Linked DNA regions of Mus musculus: all the other regions are linked to region 1. Evidence: chromatin contacts called from public promoter capture Hi-C data. All regions are on one chromosome and are shown on one strand. The core of a region is the stretch at or near the end of the contact, and the rest is flanking DNA. Distances in the headings are between cores, read along the strand shown.

What was found. Promoter capture Hi-C pulls out the DNA fragments that hold promoters and counts their contacts.
Region 2: a contact with region 1 is called in a promoter capture Hi-C map of second pharyngeal arch cranial neural crest. The contact joins the promoter of Pom121l2 here to the promoter of Btn2a2 in region 1. A contact is called at or near these places in 16 of 39 promoter capture datasets (the 3T3-L1 cell line, the C10 cell line, the HPC-7 cell line and 11 more), 1 of 484 Hi-C or Micro-C datasets (bone marrow-derived macrophages), 5 of 115 datasets of contacts at active chromatin or transcription factors (acute myeloid leukemia, embryonic stem cells, large pre-B cells and 1 more) and 1 of 9 other capture datasets (macrophages).
Region 3: a contact with region 1 is called in a promoter capture Hi-C map of hippocampal neurons, with 4 times the contacts expected there. The contact joins the promoter of Vmn1r199 here to the promoter of Btn2a2 in region 1. A contact is called at or near these places in 4 of 39 promoter capture datasets (the HPC-7 cell line, cranial neural crest, hippocampal neurons and 1 more).
Region 4: a promoter capture Hi-C map of liver shows a contact between it and region 1, with 5 times the contacts expected there. The contact joins the promoter of Vmn1r192 here to the promoter of Btn2a2 in region 1. A contact is called at or near these places in 3 of 39 promoter capture datasets (hippocampal neurons and liver).
Region 5: a contact with region 1 is called in a promoter capture Hi-C map of hippocampal neurons, with 3 times the contacts expected there. The contact joins the promoter of Zkscan8 here to the promoter of Btn2a2 in region 1. A contact is called at or near these places in 5 of 39 promoter capture datasets (cranial neural crest, hippocampal neurons, liver and 2 more) and 1 of 9 other capture datasets (liver).
Region 6: a promoter capture Hi-C map of cranial neural crest shows a contact between it and region 1. The contact joins the enhancer-like site here to the promoter of Btn2a2 in region 1. A contact is called at or near these places in 8 of 39 promoter capture datasets (cranial neural crest, frontonasal cranial neural crest, hematopoietic stem and progenitor cells and 5 more), 3 of 115 datasets of contacts at active chromatin or transcription factors (embryonic stem cells and stem cell-derived neural progenitor cells) and 1 of 9 other capture datasets (macrophages).

The regions. Positions count from the first base shown.
Region 1 is chr13:23,486,040-23,490,710 of GRCm38.p6, forward strand. Btn2a2 (butyrophilin, subfamily 2, member A2) reads right to left here and starts at 2,818. Exons shown (of 8, transcript NM_175938.3): 1 at 2,597-2,818; 2 at 1,794-1,923; 3 at 90-437. The coding sequence starts at 1,878.
Region 2 is chr13:21,978,614-21,982,963 of GRCm38.p6, forward strand. It overlaps Pom121l2 (POM121 membrane glycoprotein-like 2 (rat)), which reads left to right and starts at 2,568. Exons shown (of 1, transcript NM_001162928.1): 1 at 2,568-4,350. The coding sequence starts at 2,948.
Region 3 is chr13:22,380,188-22,384,835 of GRCm38.p6, forward strand. Vmn1r199 (vomeronasal 1 receptor 199) reads left to right here and starts at 2,351. Exons shown (of 1, transcript NM_134213.1): 1 at 2,351-3,454. The coding sequence starts at 2,351. The coding sequence ends at 3,454.
Region 4 is chr13:22,186,131-22,190,642 of GRCm38.p6, forward strand. It overlaps Vmn1r192 (vomeronasal 1 receptor 192), which reads right to left and starts at 1,918. Exons shown (of 1, transcript NM_145845.1): 1 at 1,016-1,918. The coding sequence starts at 1,918. The coding sequence ends at 1,016.
Region 5 is chr13:21,528,574-21,533,223 of GRCm38.p6, forward strand. It overlaps Zkscan8 (zinc finger with KRAB and SCAN domains 8), which reads right to left and starts at 2,541. Exons shown (of 6, transcript NM_139141.4): 1 at 2,372-2,541. Gm32724 (a long non-coding RNA gene) reads left to right here and starts at 2,496. Exons shown (of 5, transcript XR_001780870.1): 1 at 2,496-2,581.
Region 6 is chr13:21,857,579-21,861,862 of GRCm38.p6, forward strand. No RefSeq gene overlaps it. Among named protein-coding and RNA genes, the nearest start is that of n-TTagt4, 3.7 kb to the left of the region's middle. Within about 2 kb of position 1,868, at least 7 of the 459 cell types and tissues checked have an H3K27ac peak or open chromatin away from gene starts, as enhancers often do.

The sequences.
Region 1 (4,671 bases), core at 1,568-4,067:
GAAATGTGCTAGTCTGTGATGAGAGACATTCCCCCCCCCCAAAAAAAAATCACACTGGGAAAAGTCAACAAAGGTAAACAGTGACTTACTTGCCACCATAAGCTTCATGGTTGCCTGGTCATAGGACCTGCCTTCCTGGAAGTAACAGCAGTAGATGCCATTGTCATAGGCTGTGACATTGTGGATAATGAGCGCAACTCTTCCCTTGCTGATGTCTGTGCGCATGAAGGTGGTTCTTCCTCGGTATGCCACCATCTGCTCCTCTGGTCTCTCTTGATGGCCTCTGTACACCAGCACTGCAGGGAAGAAACGCCACCGGAACCACCGCACCTCCATCTCTTCGGCATTTCTCTCTGGTGACAGGTGGCAGTGTAGTGTGGTATTCTCTCCTACCATGGCCAGGATGGGCTCAGCTGGTCCTATGACAGTAAACTGGGCTATTTGACAAAGGGGGACAATCAGACAGGAACTATAGCTGTTTCACTTAACTCATGAGGTTTGTTTTTGTTGTTTGTTTTGATTCTGTAGTTCCCAAGAGTGAAATTTTTAGTGACAGTTTTATGTCACAATGTCATACACCACTCAAGCTATAGTCTGGACATTGTCCTGGTTAGTTTTAACTGTTAGTTCCACTTGACATAACCTAGAATTATCTCCTAAGAGAATCCAAATTGAGAAACTGCTTAAGTCACTGGCCTGTGGGCATCTTTGTGGGAGATTGTCTTAGTTGTTAATTGCAACAATGTTAAGGCCACCCACACCATTCCCTAGGCAGGGGGTCCTGACCTACTTGAGAGTCTGTTAGAAGCCAACAAGCAGTATCTTCCATGGCGTATTCTACACTTCTTTGGCAATAAAGTTAGTTCCTTGGTTGGAGGTAACGCTGTGTGGGATAGCAAGCAGTCCTGCCTTCAAATTCCTATCTTGACTTCCCGCAGTGATGGACTGTGGCTTGCATTTGTACCTAATTAAACACTTCCCTTTCCTACGTTGCTTTTTGAGAGCGTATTTATCACAGCAACAGAAATGAAAGGCCACAGGGGCTTCCTAGTAGGCTGGTAGCTGTGGTTGGTGGGCAGCATTTCTGGGAACAATCCCCCAAATATTTCAGGAACAAAACACTACCCATGCGTGTGGTGCACACCCACGATCCCGACACTGAGGAGATGGAGGCTGGAAGATCAGCTCTTCAAAGTTATCTTCAGCTTTATAGCAAGTTCAAGCCCAGCCATGAACAAAAACAAAATAGTCACCCTGAGCATAAAGTATAGATCCAATGCTCAGAGAGACTTGTTCTTCAGTACAATGCCTGAGTGTGGCACAGACCCAGGATTCCAACCACAGCCTGTGCATGCTAGGCAAGCACTCTACCGAGTGAGCCACATTCCTAGCCCCCTTGTTTTGTTTCCTGAGATAGCATCTTATTATGTACCCCTGGCAGACCTTGAATTCCTGGCAGTCTTGTCTCAGCCTCTTAAGTTTATAGGTGTGTACCTCCACACCTGGCAAGGCATTTATATTAATATTTGATTATGTGGTGTTAAACAAAATATATCATTCAAATCTACGTCATCTATTTTTAACTCCTTTGAATGTTGCCACTTGGACATTTACAGATCTCCTTTGATGCTCTAGCTATATTTCTGTAGGACAAAATTGGGATAAATCCAGTGTCCTCATTCAGAAAGATGAGCCAACACAGCTGCAGTCCCTATTCCTGTCTCTGTCTATCAGGAGAACTGTGGCCATTGCTTTCTGAAAAACTGAGAGGAGCAAGAAGCCTACAACTGTACCTGAGACCAGCACAAACAGGCTGAGGACCAAGAAGAAGAGAAGGGAGGCTATCGGGCAAGAACGCAGGGAAGTTGTAGGCTCCATAGGTCTTCAGGACAGAGTCACCTAGGTCACGTGTGGACAGAAAACCTAGAAGTACAGAGGATAAATCACCCACGGTTCTCATGTACATGACACCTTTTTGTCCCTATGCTGGTCTCATGAGCACTCAGACTTCTGCCTTAGATGGACTCTTGCCCTATGGAACTGGTTATACCTTAATAGTTGGATTCACCAAACATTCTATTAAACAAACAACATAAGCACCAGGCAGGCAGTTTTCTGTTGTCTTAGGCTCAGTTGTCTTTCCAGAGTCCAGTTTCTTCAGCTGTCATTTGATATTCCTCCCCCTCCCTCCTCCTCTTTCTTTCTTCTTGGGCTTTCCTCCTCCTCCTCCTCCCCCACTCCCTCCTCTTCCTCCTCCTTCCCTTGTTCTCTCTCTCCAGCCCCTTCCCTCTTCCTCAACCTCCGGGTCTTTCTCCTACTTCTCTACCCAGTTCTTCCTCCTCTTTCCTCCTTCCCTCGTCCCAAGCCTTCTTTCCTTCCTCCTCCCCTCCCCCCTCGCCTTCCCTGTACTCCCTCCTCCTGGTGAACCTCAGGTAAAACTAGGTAGGTGAGACTACCCCCCCCCCCCCAGGTATTCTTTCCAGAGTCAAAGATCTGGCTTTTCCCTCCCAGCAGCCTGTGTTGTGACACCCTACCCCCACCCCCTATTCCTACAGCCCCTGCTAGGACTCAGAGCGCTCCCCATCCCCTCCCCTACCTTCTAGAATTAACTGCGTTTTCTTTTCTTCTCTGACCCTCAAATGCTGATTATCTTGCCTTTTCTCTACTCTCCAACTTGTCGCTGAGCACAGTCGCCACCAGAGAACAAACTGCTACAGTAGAGAGGAAAGAATTTTCTGTTCTCCATTACTTGCAAAGTGCTGGGACTCGCGACAGCAGACCTCGGAGGACCCATTCCGCGTGCAAGTCTCACAATTTCCACTAAGCAGTTCAGAGCCCGGGATTGGCCTGCCTTAAGTCATCAGCCAATAGTATTCCTATGTCTAGCAGTCACTTGTTACTAGGTAGCATACACAGAAACAATCCTTTCTCCCTCCTGTCTTCCTTTCCCTTGTGCCCCTTTCTTCCCTTCCCTCTTATTGCTTCCCTTTCATGCGCTCCTTTCTTCCCTTCTTCTTCCCACTTGAGAGGTCCTAGAGTTGGGCTTGGTGTCCAGAGGCCTCATCCCTGTGTGTTGAAGTGTGTGTGAAGAAGGGAGTAAGGGAGCCAGATGCAATCCGGGTGTGCTGACTCACACCTTTAATCCCAGCACTCAAACTCTTGGATTAACTCTTTTGGGACAGGGTCTTACTAGCCATGGCTGATGTCAAACTCACAGGCCTGTCTCTACCTCTGCATGCTGGAATTAAAGGCATGGAATTAAAGTCACGCCTAGCTTGATTAACTCTTAAGGGAGTAGACAGTGCTAAGACTTTGTTCTTTAGTTTTAAAAAGTCTCCCATGGGCTGGAGCTATACTCAGTGGTTAAAACTACTTAGTGCTTTTCCAGAGGCCAGTTCAAGGCCAGCCTGGTCTACAGAGTGAGTTCCAGGACTGCCAGGGCTACACAGAGAAACTCTATCTCAAAATCCGAAAAAGGAAAAGGTGTTGGTGGAGAGCAAGACTCAGACTGAGCAGTAGAAATGGGTTACACTTGCTATGATCTCAGTAACGACCTCACTCCCTTCAGACCATGTATTGGTCTGCTGTCTCAATTCTGTTTCTTCTCCCTTGGAGTAGACTACCCTTGGCTGGTTTTTCAGCAGTCTGTCACGATCTATGAGGATTCTTTTGATTGTCTTCAGAGACCTAAGAGTCATCAAGAGGCAAAACTCTTTTCAGTTAGAAGCAGCCAGATCAAGTTGATGCCTATTTCCTAAATGGTTGTAAGGTATCTAGTGTGGTCACAGCAAGCTTAGAGGTCACTGAATCTCCCTGTCTCATAAACAACAGCTCTTAAAAACAGGAATTAAAACAGGACTTTGATGACTGTTTTTTAAAAAGGGCATTTGAATGGTGTCTCTGGCCCTTGTTGAACCTGACATTTTGAACTTCTAGAAGGATCATGTATGTTTGAGCAGAGGCTTTCTTTTTAAATGATCTTATTTTATGTATTTTATATGTGTGAGTATGTGCCACATGTGTGAGGTTGTCTTGGCGGGGGGGGGGGGGGGGCAGAAAAGGACATGAAATCCCCTGCAACTCAGTTGCACTCAATGCTGTGGGTGCTGGGAGTAAAACCCCCGGGCCTCTGGAAAAGCACTAAGTAGTTTTAACCACTGAGTATAGCTCCAGCCCATGGGAGACTTTTTAAAACTAAAGAACAAAGTCTTAGCACTGTCTACTCCCTTAAGAGTTAATCAAGCTAGGCGTGACTTTAATTCCATGCCTTTAATTCCAGCATGCAGAGGTAGAGACAGGCCTGTGAGTTTGACATCAGCCATGGCTAGTAAGACCCTGTCCCAAAAGAGCTAATCCAAGAATGCCTGGCTATCATCTGGACAGGAAAACCTGCCTCAGGAAAGCTGTCTGTTGAGGAGACTTTAAGAAATAGTATAAAAGCTGCTTTAAAAAGTAAATTGGTATAAAGGCCATCTCTTCATTCCTGAGAGTATTTTCTTCCATAATGGTCTGTCTGCTATCATCTCCCCAGTACTCCTACTTAACCTTTTATAAACTCCATTTTTCTTCTACATTATACTTCCTATATACATCTGAATTCTTTTGGAGAAATCACAAAGCTCAGGGGAGCTAGAAAGTATGCAGAGTGAGTCCCTAGCAACAGAGAGACAG
Region 2 (4,350 bases), core at 1,318-3,817, 1.5 Mb before region 1:
GAAACATATCTATCAGCATCTATCTTACGTCTTATTTTTGAAGTTCTGATTAGCTAGGCTGGCTAGTCATCTGTTTTCTGTTCTTATACTCAGAATTATTTGCTCTTTATCATAACCTTATTATTTCCTGGTGCACATCCAAAAACCTGCTACCTCATCCCTAGATCCCAAGATCAAGGAACTCTGGCCAACCTAGTGCATGTGCTCACTCTGATCTTTAGCTTGTCCCAAGCCTATTCTTGCCGCCTCTACAATTAGGAGCTTGTAATGCATGAACGCTCACTGTATTCCTTTCTCTAACTCAGCAGCTATCAGGAAGGGGCACACTTTATTCTTGATTCTAACTGAAAACTTTCTATCAACTGCTGACTTTCTATCAATTACCCTAACTTACCCAAAATTTTAAAATCAAGCTAACTTCCCAAAACTACTTAAATCAATTCAGAAATTCCATAAAATCATTAATCCATCTAGACAGCTTTATCTCAAGAATTTGATCTTTATTTTGATCTGCAAGAAATTTACACAACAGAGTGGGCTGTCATCCAGGAAATAATCATATCAAGTTATAGGCAGCGGGGGTCTCCTGGGGTCCACTCACATTAAGCCAGATAAATGCGCAGTGACAAACCTGAGAAAGCACAGCAGTAGCAAGAAGCAAGCCTCTGGGGTTGTGCCACATCGCAGTGGGTGATGGGCAGTCTTAGGGAGCTCACCTGCCCACTTTACCACTTCCTGCATGGTTTCTGCCACCTGGCCTTTTCGTTTATAAGAAGGAACCCTGACTCTGCCCCGTGGGATTGCTTCTCCTCTGAGCCTCTGCTATGCTCTTCTGTGTTCCTTAGTTAAACTTCTTAGCCCCAACAGTCTGCTTCAGTGTCCCCTTGAATCCTATACCCAATCTCTAACTTTGCTTCACACTGGCCTGGCCTGAAATTCTTTTCTGTGGTGAAGACAAAGATTCAGCCTTACCTGGATGGAGGTCTCTGAAAGGGAACTGTTGGCTTGGCCATGGGGTTTTGTTTGTTTGTTTGTTTGTTTTTGTTTTTGCCCCTGCCTTTGCTGGAAATAGACTCAGCATTAAGATAGTACACAGACTTCTAAACTGGCTCTCATGACTTCAACTCTTTCCTGGCCATTGTTGTTCAGTTTGGTTCTTTTAAGACAGGTCGATAAAAAATCCCAATAGTCAATTTTTACTACTTAAAAAATAACAACAATTGGGCAATGGTGCACACCTTTTATCCCAGCACTCAGAAGGCAGAGGTAGGTAGGTCTCTGTGAGTTCAAGGCCAGCCTGGTCAACATAGAGTGAGTTCTAGGACATCCAGGGCTACATAGAGAAACTCTGTCTCAAAAACAAAACAAAACAAAACAACCAAAAACCAAAACCAAAACCAAACCAAACCAACCAAACAAAAACAAAACAAAAGATAACAACAATAGCACACAAATCATTATACTGTTACCTTTCTGTCCTCTCCTTTATTCTTCCTTCTGCCCCAGTCTTAAGCAACCAGCAATCATTCCTGTGGATTTGCAAACTCTGTTTTGTTACATGTGTGGTGAACTCCCACAATTGAATGATTTTCTCAGCATACATTGTAAACGTATGTCCCATTCAGTCATCCTCACTCAAATTTTAGTTCACCTCCTTCCCCAGTTTCTCTATGCAACCACCTCCTGGGGACACTTAATAGCTGGATACAGCCCTATTTATTCCTACCCTCCTTACATGCTAGGGGCATCTCAGTGTGAACTTCTAGAACTGTTTCACATTTGTAGATAGATGCTCTATTGTTGAGACATAGAAGTTTCTACTTTCTATATTTCCTGAATGTCTTACAGTAGCTCTGTGTATGTGTGGGGTACTTTCGTGTGCTCATGGAGAGTCTCTCCACCTTACTTAAAATTTTAAAAATTACATTTCGTGTATACAGTGTGTATGTATACACAGTATGTATGTATATACAGTGTGTATGTATACACACACACACACACACACACACACACACACACACACACGCTATTGCTATATTGTGTATTTGGAGCTCAGCGGACAGCTTATGGGAGTTAGCTCACTCCTTCCACCAAGTGCATGCTCAGACTTGGCCATCTTGCTTGTCAATACTGTTTTGAGAAAGTGCTTGGTTAGCTACTTGTTTTGTTTTGGGTGAAATGTAAGATTCTAGCTCATGGCCAGGCAGAGTTCTTTGATACTTTGGTCCACTGGCCAGCATAGGGGTGTAGAGTGAAACTTTCTGTATCCCCCTAAGAAGTCAGTTTTACCTTCAACTTCTATCAACTTGTTTAACACACTAATTCTGCAAGTGAATAGAGGTTTGGTCGGGAAGAGGAGCTCCAAGTGTCTTCTAAATAGACCCTTTCCCGCCAGGGTGCAAGGTTACAAATCCTGACTTTATCCCCTGAAGGTATGATGCTGGGTTTGGCCATGAGGAGGCTCTGATAGAACTCACAGACATTACCTCAGCTGGCTGCTGCCTTTCCCATTGACAAGTCACAATGCCCTATAGCCTGCCTAAACAGTTCCATCTTCCTCTGGTCCTGTGCCCTCTCGAGCACACCCACTCGTTCCCTCGTACGTTCACTCGTACGATGAAGGGATTCAAATCACCCAGAGTCGCTTCCAGCTCAGAGTTTGGGGAACTGGGACGCGCACCAATGCGCATCCAGGTCCAAGGCCGGGTCCTGCCTGGATGCTAGACACCGAGCCCCCATGAGCTCTGCCAGTGTGGTGCTCAGACCGCAGATCCCAGAGCGGGCTGACGTGGTTGCCGTGGCCCGCGTGTCGCCAGCTCCCCAGTTCCCTCGCGCTTTTCTGGCGCTCGTGGCCCAACCGTCACTCGAGCAGCGGATGCTTGGATTCGGCCGCCTCCGCCGAGGTTGAAACGGGGCTAGAAGTCACCGCCCGTCCGCGCCTCTCAGCATGGGCAGCTACCTGGGCAAAGCGGGGTCCTCGCCGCGGTCCCCAGCACAGGGGCGCGCAGACTCAGGGGAGAAGCCTGCGAGCCGCCGACCCGCTAGGCCCCTCTACCAGGTCCACCGGGTGCAGCATGTCCACCGCGCCCAGCCCGCTCGGAGACACAGGCCGGCCCGGAGGCCGCCCAACTGGGATCCCGCCAACCCTACCGCTTTCGTCAGTGAGGCCTGGAGGCGCTTCCCCATGAAGAGGCCACAGAACCCCATCATGGGCTCTCTTCCTTCAGACTGGTGGGAAAGTTACCTGAAGCGTAATATTTGGTCCCTTCGTCACCCTCGGGCCACATGGAGTCCGGTGACAGTCAAGATCTCGCCTCCTGAGCGGAGACCACGGCCCTTGTTCCCGGTCTCAAGAGTGGTGAACTCCGCGGGACCTTCAGAGGAGCCACCAGGGCCCTGTGGAAAGGACCCGGTGCTGAGGGCCCTCCTCCAGTGCAGGAAGGGCAGAGCCAGGTGGGAAGAGCCACTGTTCCCGGACACCTCCGACAGCCAAAGGCATTCGGCCTCCGTATGGTCCGCCTTTAAGCCCCTGTTGAAAAGTGGGGCCACTGTTTCGTTTGTGGCCAGGCCTGGGTCTCTGAAAAGGAGACCCCATGTCCAGAGCTCAGATGATAAATGTAAGAGATCCGGTTGCTTCTCTGGGGCCCTTGTGGCCAGCATACATACCCAAGGCCCCCCCAGCACAAAAAGAAATGCTATTACCAGTTCTTACAGTTCTTCTAGAGAGCTCTCAGGATCTTGGAAGAGACATTTTCTCAGGACATTAGTCCAGACTCCAGAATGGCCATTGAAAAAAGCAGGAGAGAGTCCTAATTCTCACCTCTCAGTCACACCCAGCAGCTCTGGACAGCTAAATGGAGAGATTCCTCTACTGCAGTCTGGCCCTAGGGACCTGCTAACTATACCTTGCCAGCAAGGTCCTGTTGTCACTGAAGAGGACCCAACATTAGAGGGGCAAGCTGTGCCGAGCAACCAAACCACAGAAGCTACAACCGGGACAGCCGGAGACTCCATTCCAGAGATGAGGGCTGGAATTCAGCCTACCTTGTCTCTCAGTCGGTCGTCTTCTGAGAGAGTTCTTAGCACCCACGTGAACCCTCAGCTGGAAAGCTTGAAGAATATGCCTGCCCCACTCGGGTGCTCACAGTTAGAGCACATCCAAGGCATCTCTTCAGACTCAAATCCCTCAATTGCTTCCACCCAGGCGTCTCCAAGCTCTCCCACAACACCAGTCACTGATTCCACCTGGCTATCTTCAATCCCTCGGGCTCACAGGTCTGCTGTGCCCCCACACTCATCTGTCATTAACCCCACAGCACCCACCACACAAAGCACTTTGGTTGGGGTGGT
Region 3 (4,648 bases), core at 1,101-3,600, 1.1 Mb before region 1:
TTCCATTTTTTAAGGAATCAGTAAGATAGAGAAGATTTTTAGGTATCTATAAAAAATTTGAGACAAACATAATGATATACTCCTGCAATATCAACATGAGAGGAACGGAGGCAAGATAATTGTTGAATGCTAGCCTGCTTTACACAGGGAGACTCTATCTCAAAAATAAGATAACAAAAGAAATACATGCCAAAATTCTTATAATTTAGCATCCATGCTTGCCAGTATTGTGACTCCAACAGTGTCACTAGTTTTGTAAAATGTGTATTTTTTTTTGCTTTCTATATATTTCTATGCTTTATATATTGACATATGTCTTCTTTACTGTACCATTGAATTCCTAATTTAAAACTTTTCCTTTTATATCCATCCTAACATTCTTTGGATTTTATCTCATACTACTATGCATATTTGTCACTTTACTTACTGCATACCTGCTGGGTATGTAGACAGATAAGTCACTAGCGTAACAGTTACCATTACGATATTGAGAAGTACTGCTGTAAAGATCCAGGCCGTGAACCAACTACATCCTGAAACAGCTCATCCCCCTGCTAAGCAGTAAGAAATACACAGTTTTTGCTTTTGTTTGTTCTTTTTAGAAAACCAGAGTGGATGATTGTAACCTTCCAAGGCTTGGGGATTAGATGCTGACAGGGTATCACCCATCTATGTAAACACAAGGACAGCCCATCTTTTAGTATTTCCCATTATGAGTTAGGATGAGTTGATAACAGGGTTTTTTTTTTACAGGTTCCAATCACTAACTGAAAACTTTGTTTTTATGTTAAATCTGTTACTGCTGCTGAATTCCTTGGTATTAATGCCCAGAGCATTATTCACTGTGTTCAGATATTTAGGATGATGTTGTGTTTTCCATGATGCTGTAGAGGAGCAGATGAAAGGCAATAACTGACTTTTAGAGTCATGAAGCCATCTGGACACAAACCTAGGGAAGAAACCAGGTTCACACATACCAAGTGTGCAATCACCAGGGTATAGACATTTAAATAATCTTGTGAGCTTGACAGGAAGGAAAGCAAGGAACAGAGGCATTCCAAGTACTCAGAACACACAAACCCATGGAGACACTGAAGCGATCCAGATTGCTCTTATTCTAGGAAAGTTGCCCAAAGCTTGCTAAAAATAGCCACGGTATGAGAATGGAGCTCCAAACATCATACTGCTGAGGTTTAAGTTCTGAAATCAGCTTAGATTGGTGTAGAACAAAGCAGCCTGCCTGACAAACAGGTTGGGAAAGAAACAGGAGGAGAAGCAGGCTGTAAAGCAAGCTGACATAACCGCTGCTCACAAGGCCTCACAGAGGCAAATGTCATCAGGACCTCTTAGATGGGAGAGTCCCTGCTCACAACTGTATACTCCAACCTTCTCTGCTGCATACAGCCAGAATGAGGACTCACAACTCATAAACTTACATACATGTTTACTCATCTCATGGCAATACCTAACACCTCATCAATCCCCTCTTCCATCTGCCTTACCAGCCACTGGTACAAAGCTGCTCCATGCTCCCTTAAAGGTCCCGAGGTAACTTACTCATGTGCCTCACACATGCACTAAAGACATCCCCTTGTATCACAGCCCTCTGCTACCCAGTATCCCAGGAAGCATTCTAGAGCTCAGCTAGACATCCTCCATGCCTGGAACCTGGTGGTTAAATGAATTTTTCAGGATATCTTTTGGTCATTCAGGCTTAACTGCTGGGCCCTACCCAGAAGGTTATTCAATTTGCTTGACATAGAGGACTGCCTTTAGAAAGTACCCAGTAATCATTTGTATGGAGTGAAATCACAAAATGGTCAATATCTAAACTTTTAAAATATTAAAATATAGAAATACAAGATACAAACTTAGGAGACAAGTACAAATCTAGACATTGTTGTGCTAATCAAGATGCAGATAAGAAAGGGATGTAGAACAAAGAGATGTGAAAGATAAAGTAACTAAAAGTGAGAGATGCTGCAGGTGTGGAGCAGCAGGGTTTCCCAGTGTCTGTGTGTGATGTGGGGAAGGCAGACAGGTTCAGCATGAGCCTTGGGCTTTAGGAACTGGGTGAGGAAATATGAAGAAATACAAGGAGAAACAAGAAATTTTGTTTGGGGAAGCTTGAAGTACAATTCAACTATGCTGAGAGTTAATGAGGGTAATGCATAAATGTAGACAGACAGACAGACTCACAAACATGAACATGTCAGTTTTACTAGTGTAGAGCTGTTAAATCAAAAACCTTTAAAAAAATTTACATAGCAATCAAATACCAAACACTTGTTAGTACAGGTTAACCTAGAGCCCACAGGAAGAGAGATGTTTCTGAAACCTCACATGCAGCATGCATCCACCACTGCCTCTTGAACACCAGAAAATGCTCTCATGCAAAATGTGCTGTTCAGATCCATGTCCAGCATTACTGATTCTTTCTTTAAAATGTATTTGCATCCTGCACACAAGGAAGGAAGAAATGATTTTGAAGTTAATTAAGAAAATACTTTTTCTCTTCATGACTGTGCTTGGCATTATGGGAAACATGTCTGTTTCTGTGAATTACATGTTCAGTTGTTGGGGAAGCCCTGAGAAGAAACCCGTACACCTTATTCTTATCCACCTGGCTTTTACAAACACTGTCATCCTTCTTGCAAAAGGACTGCCAAAGACTATTGTAGCTTTTGGTTTGAGAAATTTCCTAGATGACTCAGGCTGTAAGATCATTGTTTACTTGGAAAGGGTGGCCCATGGCCTCTCTCTCTGCGCCAGCAGTCTCCTCACTGTGGTCCAGGCCATCATCATCAGCCCCAGAGCATCTGGATGGAGGATGCTCAGGCCAAAGTCTGCATGGCACATCCTTCCATTCTTCTTATTCTTTTGGTTATTCAGTGCATTAATAAATATGAACCTAATAAATTCCATCACAAGTACAAGACTGAATATATCACAATTTAAGACTGATAGCAATAATTGTTATTTTATGTTACCAAGTCAGAAAATAAAAGGGATTGTTCTCCCTCTCATGGTCCTGAGAGATGCAGTCTTTCAGGGTGCTATGGGAGGGGCCAGTGGCTACATGGTATTTCTTCTCTATAAGCACCACCAGCATGTCCTCTACCTTCAGAACTCCAAGCTTCTTTACAGAACTCCTCCTGAGCTGAGAGCTGCCCAGAGTGTTCTCCTTCTGATGTTCTGTTTTGTTTTCTTCTACTGGACAGATTGTGCCTTTTCCCTAATTTTAAGTCTCTCCTCAAAGGACAACACCTTAATGGTAAATCCTCGAGAACTTCTGACCCTTGGTTATGCAACGTTTAGTCCCCTGGTGCTGATTCACAGGGATGGGCTTCTGGTTGAACGTTGGCATGTTCAGTGGGAGAAATTGAGAAAATGTCTCTTATTTATATGTTCAACAAGGAAGAAGAAACTCTCAGTTCTGCAATATTGTGGGTAAGAAAAAATCCCACACAACAGTTTAGGCATGCATTATTCTCAAACAATAATCTTGGTTATTCAAGCCTTGCACTGAGGTTTATCTTAGCAAATTGCAATAATCAAGAAATCCCAGGGGCTAAACCACCTACCAAAGAGAACACATGGAAGGACCCATGGCTCCAGCTGCATTTGTAGCAGAGAATGGCCTATTTGGACATCAATGGGAGGAGAAGCCCTTGGTCTTGGGAAGGCTCGATACCCCAGTATAGAGGAATGCCAGGGCACGGAGTTGGGAGTGGGTGAATAAGTGGTCAAGCACCCTAATAGAAGCAGGGAAAGGGAGGATGGGATGGGGGTTTCTGGAGGGTAACCTGGGAAAGGGAAAGCTGATAACATTTGAAATGTGAATAAATAAAATATCCAATTTAAAAAAAAAAGAAATCTCAATCTCTGTTGGCTACTCTTTATGGGACTTTATAAAACATTTTTTGTATTAATTTTCTGTACCAATAGTTTGCCTGCATTTATGACTATGTAGCATGTGAATGCCTGAGGTCTGTACAGACTGGAAGAGATCCCCAAATGCCCTGTGATTGACTGGATTTAATGGATGGTACTGAAGTAATATGTAGTTGCTGTGAATTGAACCTGGGTTCCCTGAAGTTCAGCCTTTGCTCTTAGCAGCTGAGCCATCACTCTAGCACTAAAAATATCATTTAAATGATCTGTAAAACTGTCACTGCTACTATCATGACTTGAAACATGCAGATAAAGTTCATAAATTTTATCAAAATTCATAGTAAAGTAATTAGGTAGCTCAAAATTTTCATATATTTTACCTTAATTTTTGCTTGCTAAATATTGTACTGTGGAGCTATTTTAGGCAACTTCAAAGTATCTGTAATTATCCATCCATAGAAAAGTTTTTATAGAACTATGAAAGAATGATAGGTACTGTGCATTCAATCAAGAGGAGCCCAGTGCACCAGCCACAGAAATTAAATGCACTGAAACATTTCATTGGTGTTATATTCCTGAAGGATCTCTCCAGGAATAAAGCTTGCAGATATGAGACAAACTAGATAACAAATAAACAGTGAACTTTCATTTAATATTTGTCTACGGTTCCTATGTTGATTTTAAAATGTGGAGTTGCCTTTTTTTCAAGATGAATTAATAAATGAGTGAAGCAGACTGAGGCTTGTTAGCCACT
Region 4 (4,512 bases), core at 668-3,167, 1.3 Mb before region 1:
TGGGCTACAGCATGAACCCAAAAAGCATCATTTCTGAGAGGCCATTTACCAGAGATTCTTGTACTAGCACTATAAGTTCTAACCCAGTTATAATTGGGCAGCATCATTGACATGTTATTTTTCATTCTGGAGTGTGCTATGGTGGCCTTGCTTGTTTCACTGTTATTTTCACTCTGTAGTATTAGTTCACCTCAGATGAGGTACATTTCTTCATCTCCACCTGTGATGCTTGACCCAGGGAGTGGCATTCTTCAGAGGTGTGGCCTTATTGGAATAGATGTGTCACTGTGGGTGTGGTCTTAACACCTTCACCCTAGGTGCTTGGAAGTTAGTCTTCCACTAACAGCCTTCAGATGAAGTCAGAACTCTCATCTCTGCCTGCACCATGCCTGCCTGGATGCTACCCTGTTCCTGCCTTGAGGATAATGGACTGAACCTCTGAACTAGCCCTAATTAAATATTGTCATTTATAAGACTTGCCTTGGCCATGGTGTCTGTTCACAGAAGCAACCCTAAGACACCACCTAACTATTTTTTTCATGCTCTGTCTTTGGAAAAAAATGCAATAGCAATTTCTGATAGAAGTTTTACCTCTAGCATTTACCCGGTACACATAAAAGGAGAAATCACATGGCAGAGATGATGGAATAGGAAGATGGTAAGAATCCACTTTCAACTTGCCTAGAAACCCTCAATAGGACTTAAGATTGTGCAGTACCAGGGTGCTTTAGAAAAGGAACTCTATTCCCATAATATTTAATTTTAATATAATATTTAACTGTGATAAATAGAATATTAAGGCAAATGACAGTTTGATGAGGAATGCTGCAATCCCAGCAATTAGAGTGCTGAGTTACCTCAAAATCAGCTTCTGTTGCATGCAGACTGCCAGGTCAATCTATGGTGCATAGCAAACATTATGTCCCCATATCTAAAATTCAATATGGAAAAGCAATTTATAATGCATACACCTTTAGCTCATAGAGATTAGATATAGAATATATGTTTGTACTTCTTAGTGGGCATGCAAGACATTAGGAACACGAAAATCTCTGCTGATCAGAACATAGGGGCTGAAACTAGCATAACCAAGTTCTAAAAATGTTTTCATATTTAGTGAACTAGAATCATGTGTCACTGAAAAACCTGTGTAGAAGGAGAGAATGAAATCTACCCAATAGAAGAAAAGGAAGCAGGTCATAAGAGTGAGAACCCTCCATGTAGCTCTGATTTCTGGAGCAGAGTTGTTTGCAGACCTGGAGCTGTAAAGGTAGAGGACATGCTTGTGATGCTTATACAGATGGAGAGCCATGGACCCACTGCTCCAGCCCATGAGACTCTGAAAGATGACATCACGAAGAGTCATGAGAGAGAGGAAAAACCACTTGATGATGTGTCTTGATTGGAGCATATAGCAGTGGCCAATGAATGTTGCAGCTACAGACCTGTTCAAGCTACTGCCTGCTTTGATGTAGGAGAGCAAGTTGGAGCTTATGAGAACATTAACAATCCAAAAGACAAGGATAAAGGGAAGAACTTGGCATGCTGTTTGTGGTTTGAGCTTTGTCCAAAGGGCAGTCCTGGGACTGATGGTGATAGCCTGGACCACACTGAGGAGACAGGTGGTGCAGATGGAGAGGCCCCGTGCCATCCTTGCCAGATAAACCACAGTTTTACAACCAGTATCACCTAGGAAGTTTCTGAAATAGAACACTGTGGCTATATCTCTGATCCCTGTGCTACAAATAATGATTATATTAGAAAAAGCCAAGTGGATGAGAATAAGGTCAACAGGCTTTTTCTCAATCCACAAGGCAGGCATGTATATATGTCTCACAAATATTAGGGTATTTCCCAGAATTCCAGGTCCAGTCAGAGAAAGAAAGATTATTGTGTGGATAATATTATTCCAGTTCATCTTCTGACTTTATGCATAACAGTAGGAATAATCTCCTTAACACATGTAAGATTTTCTATGTTTATTCTGATGAAAATAATGGTCTCAGCAATGTAAATTCATATGTTTCTTTCCCTGAGGATGGTTGATCACAGTCTTTGTTTTTCCCGTGGAAGTGATGATGGCTAAAATCAGGGCATAAACCTGATAGTTTCCTGCATTTCACGACAATCCTTTGTTCCTCAAGTTCACATGACCATGTTCTTCCCAGACAAAAGCTTTATGCATGGCATCACTTTGGCATTTTTAAACCAACAGAGTCCTGAGCATTGGCCTGGCAGGCTCCTTCCTTTTCCTTCATGTCACCCAGTGTGAGTTCAGGCTACTAGACTGTCTTGTGCTTCATCCTGGCCTCTTCACTGACCCATATGCAACCATCACTCAAATGTTGTTGAACTCATAAAAAGCTTGTGGCTTCTCAGAAAGTTGTGCTTGGTCAAGTGGACCAGGTTCTCAGCTGAGATGATATGGTATCTCCTCTTCTCAGGCCCCTTGACCATAAATTATACACAGGTTAATGACTTAGTCAGGGTATGAAAATCTAGATTAATGGCCTCAAAGTGGGACTAACTGTGATTAAATTTGTGTTCCCAAAATGCATGTGTGGAATTATAGTGAAAGTGATTTCTTTTTTACCTTAATTAATTAACAAATTAAATTAATCCTGTGTTTTGTTTTGTTTTGTTTTTCGAGACAGGATTTCTCTGTATAGGCTGTCCTGGAACTCACTTTGTAGACCAGGTTGGCCTCGAACTCAGAAATCTGCCTGCCTCTGCCTGGGCTGGGATTAAAGGCATGTGCCACCACGCCCAGCTTAATCCTGTTTTTACCATGTCTCTTGGGAACACTTCCCCTAACAAAACTCCAACAAAACTGTTCTCGAAGAGTCTTAACAAAGGTGTACCTTCCCGATTGTTTTAAGATGGGTTTAGTTTAGTGATGTATTTAGTCAGAAATCTGTCAGCCTGCCAGACCTCCCCAATATCTCACACTGTGAATGTAATCACTTTATGAATGGTATGTTAGTTTCTCTGTTTTTCCTTTTTCTTTTTTTTCACTTTGTTTATTGCAGTAAAAAATGAGCCTTGGAGGCTGAAACTTACTCCATTTGTATCACACCTCACAAAACACATAGAACTTCACACAACAACCTTAATTTCAATTTGTCCTTCACAATTTAACATTTCATCTACGTCAAAATCAGTTCTGAATTACTTTGAAACCCTCCCAAAGACATGTTGACTTTGGTGCTTACATTTCCACAGTAATATGTGCTGTATTATCCAGGACTGATCTTTGCCCATTCCCCATGCCTCATAGCATCTGTTTAGTGCTTTATCACTTAAGATTATCCTTGTCCCTGCCTTCAGAAGGCTCTGCTGCCTGTGTATATTTTCCCTTCCTGCACAGGGCAGTGAGCAGGCCTCAGAAACACCAGTTTGTATGCTTTATGTAAATATTAGTGTAGTGCCTGTTCAAAAGATCATAGGTTGCTCAAGGAAACTGTTGATTTAAAACTGCACTTTAATCACAGATATAAACTGACAAAGCAATTTGCAGAAACATTTGAGTTGGGCTCTTCCCGAGGACTGATAAAGCGCAGTATTCTGGAGAAGTCAAATCCCTTGGCATAGTTGGTAAATATTTAGCACTTATTCCTTTTTGTAATGTCATGAGCTTTTAAGAATTTTACTAAAAAGCAGGGGTTATCCTTGAAGTAACTTAACCAACAATGCTCCATTTTCTATCAAAATATCTCTGTATTTATCTGTTTATAATTCGATGTGTTTTAGTTGTACCTTTGTGATCTCTGACTCGCCAATAGCAAGACTTATAATGATACACACACACACATATGCATATGCACACATATACACACACATGTCTATCCCAGGACAATTGGGAAGAAATACTTATGTACACATATATATGTATATGAATATAAATATATGTATATATATGTATGTACATATATATATATATATGAATATAAATGTATGTATATATATATGTGCATACATATATATATATATAAGTTTCTCAACCCTCATAATAGGTAAGAAATAGCAAGAGCAATCTTTTTGAAACTAACCAAGTCAACATATTCTTTCAGAAGTAAGAAATAGACATTAGGAGCAGGATACAAGGTCCAGATTTGAGGGAGAGAAATCAGTAGAGAATTGTAAAATCGACAAGCTCAAGTTTTGCAACCAGTTATTCTATCTGTTAAAGGCTGTCTTTCCCAATTGTTATGTGCTGGACTTAGAATACTTTACTTGGTCCCTTTAAGACTCACTAATGTAGGGAAGTTGCTTTGTACCATTCAGGTGTATTGTGAGGTTTCAGAGGAGCAGAGGCACATAGTGCTTAGAACAGTGTCTGCCCCGTGTTAAACATGCTCTAATAGCCGTTGCTCTAGGATTTTATGTCATGTCAGTTTCCTGCATAGTTATGTTATGTTCTGAATCAGGAGAAACTTTAGGAACAATAAAACCATGACAAGAAGGGCAAAGTCTCCCACTGTGAGAAAGCTAAAGGGCACCTGATATAAGACA
Region 5 (4,650 bases), core at 1,291-3,790, 2.0 Mb before region 1:
AGTTCCATTCACAGAAAGGATTATATACTGGATCACTTGCCTTTTCATCAGAGCGGGGGTGGGGGGGAGGTCTGACTGGCCACAAACACTATTTCTGGAGTCTTTATTCCCTTACTGTGACCTATATATCTACCTTCTCTCGAACTTTCAAAGTAGTTCGAATCCTGCAACTTTTCTGTTTTTGAAGCTGTTTTGGCTTTGCTGGTTGTTGCTTTTTTGATCCATATATTAGAATAAGCTTATTGATTCCCAATAATGCTAGAATTGAACTTGTGTTGAATCTATATCTCAGTTTAGAAATACTATCTTAACAGTATTGATATCACATTATGAATGACATCTTAACAAGGGTTCTTCAGTCCATGAATGTTATCTTTTCATTTAAGTCTTCTTGGACTACTTTCATTGTTGGCCAAATTATTTATTTTCCTTATTCTCGATATCTACACACACTACTTTTCTCACAATGGTACATTATTGGTTGTAAAAACGTTTTGCTCTCTTAATTTCATACTCATCAAAATTTTATCTTGATAGAATTAAAGAACATTAGAGCGCTATATTTACAACACAACATAGAATGTGTCTAGATTTGTTTTAAGAGTAGAGGCTCCAGGTCCAAAGAGCTCACTTTGATGTCCCTGTTTCTTTGTGGGGAATACATACACTAATGGTTTCTGTTCTTGTTTATATATATATCCCTTGCTAAGGCTGCAGTGGTGACTTCTCCTTGACTTTGGTTAAGCTTCTCATCATTCATGTTACTGTCTTCAAAAAAGATGCTTATAAATGTACCCTATTTGCAGACTGTAGATAGATATAATCAAATTAACATGAAGTTATAACTGAAATAAGATAGGTCCTCAATCCAATATGACTGGTGTACTGTTAAAAAGACACGGGGCTCTGAGGGACCGTTCAGGAGATAAAGGTGCCCACTGCTGAGCCTGACAACCCGAGTTTACTTTCCCAGAACCCACAAGGTGGAAGGAGAAGACAGACTCCTGCAATTGTCCTCTGACCTCCACTACGGTACTGTGGCATGAGTGGACCTTACCTATCCTCCCCAAACAAAACAAAATTCTCTAAGGTTGTTTTCAAACTGGTGATTTCCCAACCCTAGTACAGCATGCAATTAATTACGGGCATGCACCAACATACATGGCCATTTCATTCTCCTCTCTAATAATTTTGTGCATACACATTGCAGTGTTGGAAAGTACCTACAGAGAAACACTGATCCCTACACACCATCCTTGAAGAACATCTGGTCAGGATGATTGCCTTATGAACGGAAAGGCAACAATCTTAGGCTTATTCGGGATCGAAAATGTTAAAGCCTTGAAAACTAAGGAAGGCACAACTCAAATACTGGCTTCTCAAGAGATGCAGGAGATGTACTTTCCTTTCTGATTAATTAAACTTGAGAGATGTCTGAGAACCGAATACAAACCAGGAATGATAATCTCCAGGTTTTAGAGATTAAGAAGAAGTAGATGAAACAAACATGCTTTGTAGTTATCTGAAATGGCATTCATTCATTTTGTTTGTTTGTTTTGGAGATTTTAAAAGTTATTTTAATAAGGCTTGAGCATGAGGGTTAGGAGAAAGGCACTCAGGAGAGGGCCAGACGCACAAGCGTGGCTATGGGCTTCTCAAGGAAGTTGCTTTGATGAATGCTTTTAAGACTGACATTTTTATATTTAACCACAAGGAACTCAAAACGTGCACATTCACTAAAATGATGATTGCTGCATAGCAATACTTAAGTGAATCGGACAAATAGAAGTATGTGGTCAAGTGGTGGTCAACGTCTTAGAAATCCAACAGAGATTACTCATGAATGACCCGAGTTTTGGGAATGGGAACCTACCGAATTTTCAAGATTCTATTTCAGTTAGCTTTAATAAACTAGGTAAGCAAAGTATTCTGAATAAGGTTTAATTTTGTTACCCCAGAATTACTTAAAGTATTTCTTTTGCATACAACTGTTCAGCCATTACATGAACTACTTTCATAATATACTTCTTTTATGGGTAGAAAAAAAAAAAAAAGAGTAACAAAAAAAAAAAAAATCAAAGATTTCCACGTGGGGTAGAGGCTTCAAAAGAAAAAAATTATTATCTTTAAAAATGAATTTTGAGACCGATCGGCAAAACTGCTGAGTAGAAACAGTTGGTACACGGGCCGGCTTTACAAGTAAGAGCGAGTGCAAAATTATATACATGATGACTGGCGATGAGGAGAGCCATCCCGTAGGAAGTTGGGGCCGGGTGTCGGCCTGCTCAGCGGCGGCAGGCCCTGAACCGACCCGCTCCCCGCTCTCGGGCCTCCGCTGCCCGAGCGCCCCTGCTCGGCCCAGCGCACTCACCGAGAGCTCCCCACGCTGCCCGAGGGCGGGAGGCGGCACAGCGCGGACAGGGAAGCGCGCGAGGAGACGCGACGGACACCGAACCCGAGCGGGACCCCTGCAGCCGCTAAGTTCCAAACCCTTGGAGCCGCAGAGCCGGGCAGCACGCATCTTGCCCCACAGCCACTTCCGGAAGCTCTCTAGGAAGCTCGGAGGTCTGACAGCTCTATGGTAGGCCAGCAAAAGGACCGAGCGCCCTCAGCTACACCAGGTGGAGGGCGGCTATGCGGGACATCCTGAGGAGTGACATAGCTTTAAGTCACCTAAGCTTTTGTCTGGCCAGCCTCGGGCTTCAGGTGACAAGTTTAAGAGTTGGGTGGCTGATCACAGATCCAGAGGCCTGCGCTGGGCTCAGGAGTATACTTAACGGATTTCTCTTTATTCTTCTTAGTTACCTTGTGCTTTCCCATTAATGCTTCATGATTACTCCAAATTCCCAACTTTCACTGCGTATTGAAGAATTTAAACCTTTGTAGTTCCTAGGAACAGTAGTATATTTATAAAGTTCCTACTGACCATTGCTTTCTCTTTGACTATGAGTGTTCTCATCCTCCAGATACTTATGGTTGGAAACAACAAAACGTCTACAAAATAACCAGACCCCTAACTTAAAATTTAAATAGAAAATTGGTGGAAAACAATGAACATTGGTTTACTTTTTAATGTCAAAGACAACTTTTATCTGTTTCAACTTGTTGAGATAGAGTTGGTGAATCTCATTCTCATCTCGAGGAAATGAGGCAGAGGACATGTGAATGTCTTACCTAGTGTCATATAAACGAATGGACAAGCAAAGAACTAGAACAGAAGGGAGAAGTCATATTCAGCCAGGAATTGCCAAGCTTGGGTCACAAGTGAACACAATAGACAGGGTTACATTTTGTTGTTTTGCTAGTTTAGATCAAGTCTCTCTGTAGCCCTAGCTGGCCGCAGGGCAAACTTCCTGCCTCACCTTCCCAAGTGTTGGGATTAAAAGCATAAATCAAGTGATTATAAATTTGGGATTATAAAATTGGTATTATAAATGTAAGTCAATACAAATAGGTTAAAGCCTTCTGAAGTTGATTCCTCTTTCAAAACAACTAAATTAGAAATAAAAGAATATTTGACTCATATTCTTTGATTCAAGTTTTTAAATGATGATTGAAGTTTTGCCCACATTATGGGCACTCGTGGTCTCTAAGGTAGATTCTGTCTATTAATCCTGAGCACTAAGTAATTTTTGGTACTGTTCTCTTTTTAGTAGAACTAATTTACTCTATAAATTCTCTGATACCTAGTTAGAGCCTAACTTATACAGGCTTTCCACACTTTATGTACCCATAGGGTTTTAGCCTATATGGATTCTCTGATGTTTAATAACACCTCTGTGCCCACTGAGATCTTTCCCATACTCTATGTTTATAGGACTTCAGTGTGTGTTCTATAATTTCCAACAAGATGTTCTTGTTGAATGAAGGTTTTTCTGCATTTATTACATGTACTGGCTGGTTCTGTGTGTCAACTTGACATAAATTAGATTCATCAGAGAGGAAAGAGCCTCAGTTGAGAAGATGCCTCCATGAGATCCAGCTGTAGGTCATTTTTTCAATTGGTGATCAATGGAGGAGGGCACAGTCTATTCTGGGTGATGCCATCCATGGATGATAGTCCTGGTTCTATAAGAGCGAAGGCTGGACAAAGCAGGGGAAGCAAGACAGTAAACAGCCTTCTCCATAGCCTCTGCATCTACTCCTGACTCCAGGTCTGCTTGAGTCCCTGTCCTGACTTCCTCCAATGATGGACTATGATCTAGAAGTGTAAGCCAAATAAACCCTTTCCTCTCCAATTTGCTTTTTGGTCATGGTGTTTCATCATAGCAATACAACCCTATACAAATTGGTACTGGGTATAGGGTATTGCTGTGACAGACCTGATTATGTTTAGGGGGAGAAATGTGGAAGGACTGGACATTTGGGCTAGAAGGACCATTGATTGTTGAAACCTCAGTGTTCTGTAGGAGCTTGGAAGACAAGAATGTTGGAAGCAGTGCTGAAGACAGAGGCTTGGAATTTCCCTCTGAAATTCCAGAGGGAAGATTAAAGATTCTATCAGGGCCAGTTGCTGTTTTGATGTAAGATTCTGTGGTTAGAATGTAAGATTCTGTAGTTAGAGCAATATTTTGATTTTATAATTGACAATACTGGGAATTCCACTTTGTAAAAGCATGTAGTACAAAGTAGCACAAGTATGGTTGTGGT
Region 6 (4,284 bases), core at 618-3,117, 1.6 Mb before region 1:
CAATATTGGACACTCACTTAACTGGTGAGTTTTGAAGTCCACACAGAAATTTAAAAAGAAGTACAGTGGTAGAGAATGTTAGGGAAAAGCTGAGGGCCAGCTCTTCTGACCTGGAGTCCAAGCAGGGACTTTAGGAATGAGATGAAGAAGAAAACAACCACATTGCAGAAAATGGCTTCCAAACACTGGTATGCTCCAGACTCGCCACAGTCCACTGTCCGTGTGGTCTGCTGTAGTGTTTCCTTTAATGTCTAACACAGAGGCTGAAGTCTACAGTTCCACATAAGCTCAGGATCTTTGGCCATCAAACACAGACAACTAAATTTTAAACTGCCTGGTGCCACACCTTAATCATGATCACACAGAAACCACTCAAGCATACTTTCTAATTATGACAACATTCCACTGTGGGGTGTTTGGAGTCAGTGGTTCCTGAGACACTAGAGATGGAGTTCCAACCAAGTCCCAGACATGTATGTCACAAGCTAAACTCACTGTATTTGTTTTAATGAGAACTGCTCCCATAAACTCATATATTTGAATGTTTGGTTCCCAGTTGGTGAACTGTTTAGGAAGTATTAGGAAAATGTGGCCTTACTGAAGGAGGTGTGTCACTGGAAGTGGGCTTGCAGGTTTCAAAAGCCCAAGTCAGGCCCAGTCTCACTCTCTCTGTAAGCTCTTATCCACTGCCTCAGCACCAAGTCTTGCTACCTGCTGCCATGGTTCCTTCCATGATAGTCATGGGCTTTCCTTCTGAAACTGTAAGGAAGCCCGCAGTTAATTGCTTTCTTCTCTAAGCTGCCTTGGTCATGGTATCTCTTCACAGCAATAGAACAGTAACTAGGACACTCCCCAACCAACAATCCTCCTTAAAGCCTGTGGTAAGATCCAACTTCTCTCACCTATTAACACCCTTCAAATTATTAAAAGTCCTGTTGGTTTCAGCAGCACCACGTGTGAAATGTCTATTCCCTCTGCTCTTTATCTGTCTCTGTCTGAGTCCCCAGGATCTCTCCTTTGCCACAGTCTACACCAACCTCTACTTACTCCCCCTGCTTTTGAGATCAGTGGTCTAATTCAGGCATGTGGTTGGTGATCACTTGTAACCCCAGTAATAAGGAGGATTGTGGTTAATTCTTAGTCAGCCTGGGCTACACACTGAAACTTTGTCTCAAAAATCAAATAATAAATTTCCAAGTCTTTGTTCTTTCTTTCTGGATCCCAAGCTGGCCTGGAGCTCACCTCATAGCCCAGGGTGACTTTGCATTTGTTACAATCTCCTACCTTAGCCTCTAGGAAGCTGGGATTACAGGCACCACCAGGCCTGCTTCTCTCAGCTTCCACAGTAACTCTGTGTCTTTCTGTCTGTCTGTCCCTCCTCACTTCCTTCTTCCTTTCTTTTTCTATGTCTCTTTGGAGACAGGGTCTGATTCTGTAGCCTAGGCTTGCCTGGAACTCGCAGTACTCTTCCTGTCTCTGTCTGCCAGGTACTGGGATTTGAGATGGACATACTATTGTGGGATTCTGATCAAAGAGACAGAACTCTAAAGACAGAACGTTAAAACGGCTTTAATGTGCATGCACAGGGTCAGGTGAAGTATGGTTTGTAAAGAAAACTTACAGTGAGTACAGCAAAATGGTGCTTTTTATGTGGCTTCTGCTTCTTTGTCTGCTGAATATGGTAAGCTTTTAGTTGTTTTAAAACCTTAAAGTAGGATTCTAAAGATGGCATGGATGTGGAGGAAAGGAGGGCTGCTTGGAGCATGTAGGAACATCTCACATAAGCATTTTGTCAGGGACTAAACCATGCAGCAGACTCTTTGTCCCTCCTTCAAGGTCTCTGAAAGGCTTATTAAGGAGGGAGGGAGGTGTGAGAGCTGTATGCTCAAGGACAGTGCCAGACTGTGCAGCTGTTTCTGTTTTTCTATTCTATGGGTCTTACCGGCCCCAACCACACCACCACATCTGGGCTCTTAGGGTGCTTTCTGAAGCAAACTATAATTGGCTCCTTCTTTCTGCTTTATTTTATAATCCAGTTCAACAATCTCTGGGTTTGAATCCTCTGCTCCATTTACATTTGATGTGGTTATTCATATGATTGTATTTTTGAGGAGTTCATTTTTCATATCCCATTCAAAAACTAAGCCTAGGACCATTTAAGCCATTTGCTATCTCTACTGGGGGGAAGATTCTGCTTCTGCAGTCTGCCACTGATCCACTTGACCTTAAGGCTGCCTTCTGCAGCCTCCAGTAAGAATCTCAAAGTAGCTGGAGGCTAGGTAAAGTCTTGGCAGGGAATTGCACTTCGCTAAATTGAAATCTCCAGGAGAAAAGGGGAGAGGGAGTTATCTCTGCCCTTTATTCTCAGTACTTGTAAGACTCAGAGCATGTGTTCTCATGGAAAAAACAAAACAAAACAAAACACTGCAGGTCTGCACATAAATTCAATCAAAAATTGAATAGGAGGTTATAACAGAGAATGCCTATGTGCGCATACACTAAGAGCAATTATCTGGCTAAACTTTCACCATTTGTTAGTAGCTTGCAGTCGTGGAAAATTTTTAGACTATAACTAAGCTGTCATTGAAGTTTTGACAAACTCAGTCAATATCTTAGCCCCTGTTTTTGCACCTGGGGTCCTGTGGTACATATCTTCTTTACAACATTCGGTTTATGATGGAATATGCCCTAAATTTTAGAAGTCTGCTGTTTTCTCAGAAACAACTAAGCAGTCCTGTTTTAAAAGGAACTCGATGTGCTGTGGAGGTTGTCACTTGGAAACAATGGAAATCCTGACATGCTAGCTGTTTCTGCAGAATAAACGCTCTTTGTCTTTGTATATGCAAATCTGAGTCTGGGGTCTTCCTTCCTTCGGTGTTTTTCAGACCCTTGCAACTTAATCTGTGACAGAATTTTCCCTGTCCGATCAGATTAAAATATTAGTGCAGCAGGAAGCCTGTGATTAGACAGGGGGAAGGAAGGCTGAGCTAGGAGTTGCAGAGACAGAGTGTCTCAGAAGGAGGAAGGTCAAGGTGGAGGCGGAGTTGTGAACCAGAGTGGCTTTAACCAGCCATTGGTAGTCATGACCTCATAAAGGTTAGAATATTGGAATAATTTGTCTAATCTAGGTGGGCAGATTTTATCATTACCAATTGACTCTGAAATTATTGTATTGGCATCTTGTGTATTGAGAATTTATTGATATATAAATCTAACTAGTTAATTATAAGCTTCAAGAGTTTTGACTTACTCTGTTACTGAAATGTGGGACCACTGACTACAGGAGTTTATGGCAGAGAGGGAACTATCAGCTCCAGAGTCAAGCAAACCAGAGCTGGGAACACAGCAATCTGTTGCTGAGGGGGCTAACTAGAGACAGAGCTCTCAGGACCACTCAGGGGCCCGAGAGTTGCGGCACAAGGGCGGAAACATGCTGGTCGATTTTTTAATATTTCCTGCAACGGGTGTGTTTGCTTCTTTTTTTTTTTTCCCCAGAACTTTCAGGTTACATTTAAATTGTTATTATGAGAAATCTTCATTTTTTTAAATGAAGGCACTTAATGCTATGATTTTTCCTCTTAGCACTGATTTCATTGTGTCCCATAAATTTTGGTATGTTAGTGGGGCAGTGGTGGTGCACGCCTTTAATCCCAACACTTGGGAGGCAGAGGCAGGCAGATTTCTGAGTTCGAGGCCAGCCTGGTCTACAGAGTGAGTTCCAGGACAGCCAGGGTTATACAGAGAAACCCTGTCTCGAAAAACCAAAAAAAAAAGAAGTATGTTGTGCCTTCTAGAATGTCTTTGATGTTTTTCTTTATTTCTTCTTTGACCTATTTGACCATTAAGTAGAGAGGGAAAAAAAAAGAAATATGTTGCTCTTGTCACTGCTTCTGGTGTCACCAAAGTCATCTTCCTTGCCTGGTGACTCCAGCTAAATCCCCATAGACCATAGTGGAGGCTCAGTGGCATTTTCTCCTTAGAACTGGTTGCAAACAAAGGGCAAGGTGACTGACATGTTTTAGAAAAGTGTCCTTGGAGACTAAACCAGTGCAGGCTTGAGGAGTCTCCAACAAAGGCTTGGCCTCTCAAAGACAAGACCATACTAAGTTGAGCTAGTAAGCCAATTTCCCAGATCAGATCTTGCATATGCTCAGCAAACCTGCTGAGACCCTCTACCACCGCTGTTGGGCCTCGGCTTTCCCATTGGTCAGAGTGCACATGCCTGTGTTTAGATGCGTTGCTTGGCAACAGTGGGATGGCCTTCAGTTGACAGGAGTGCTGCCT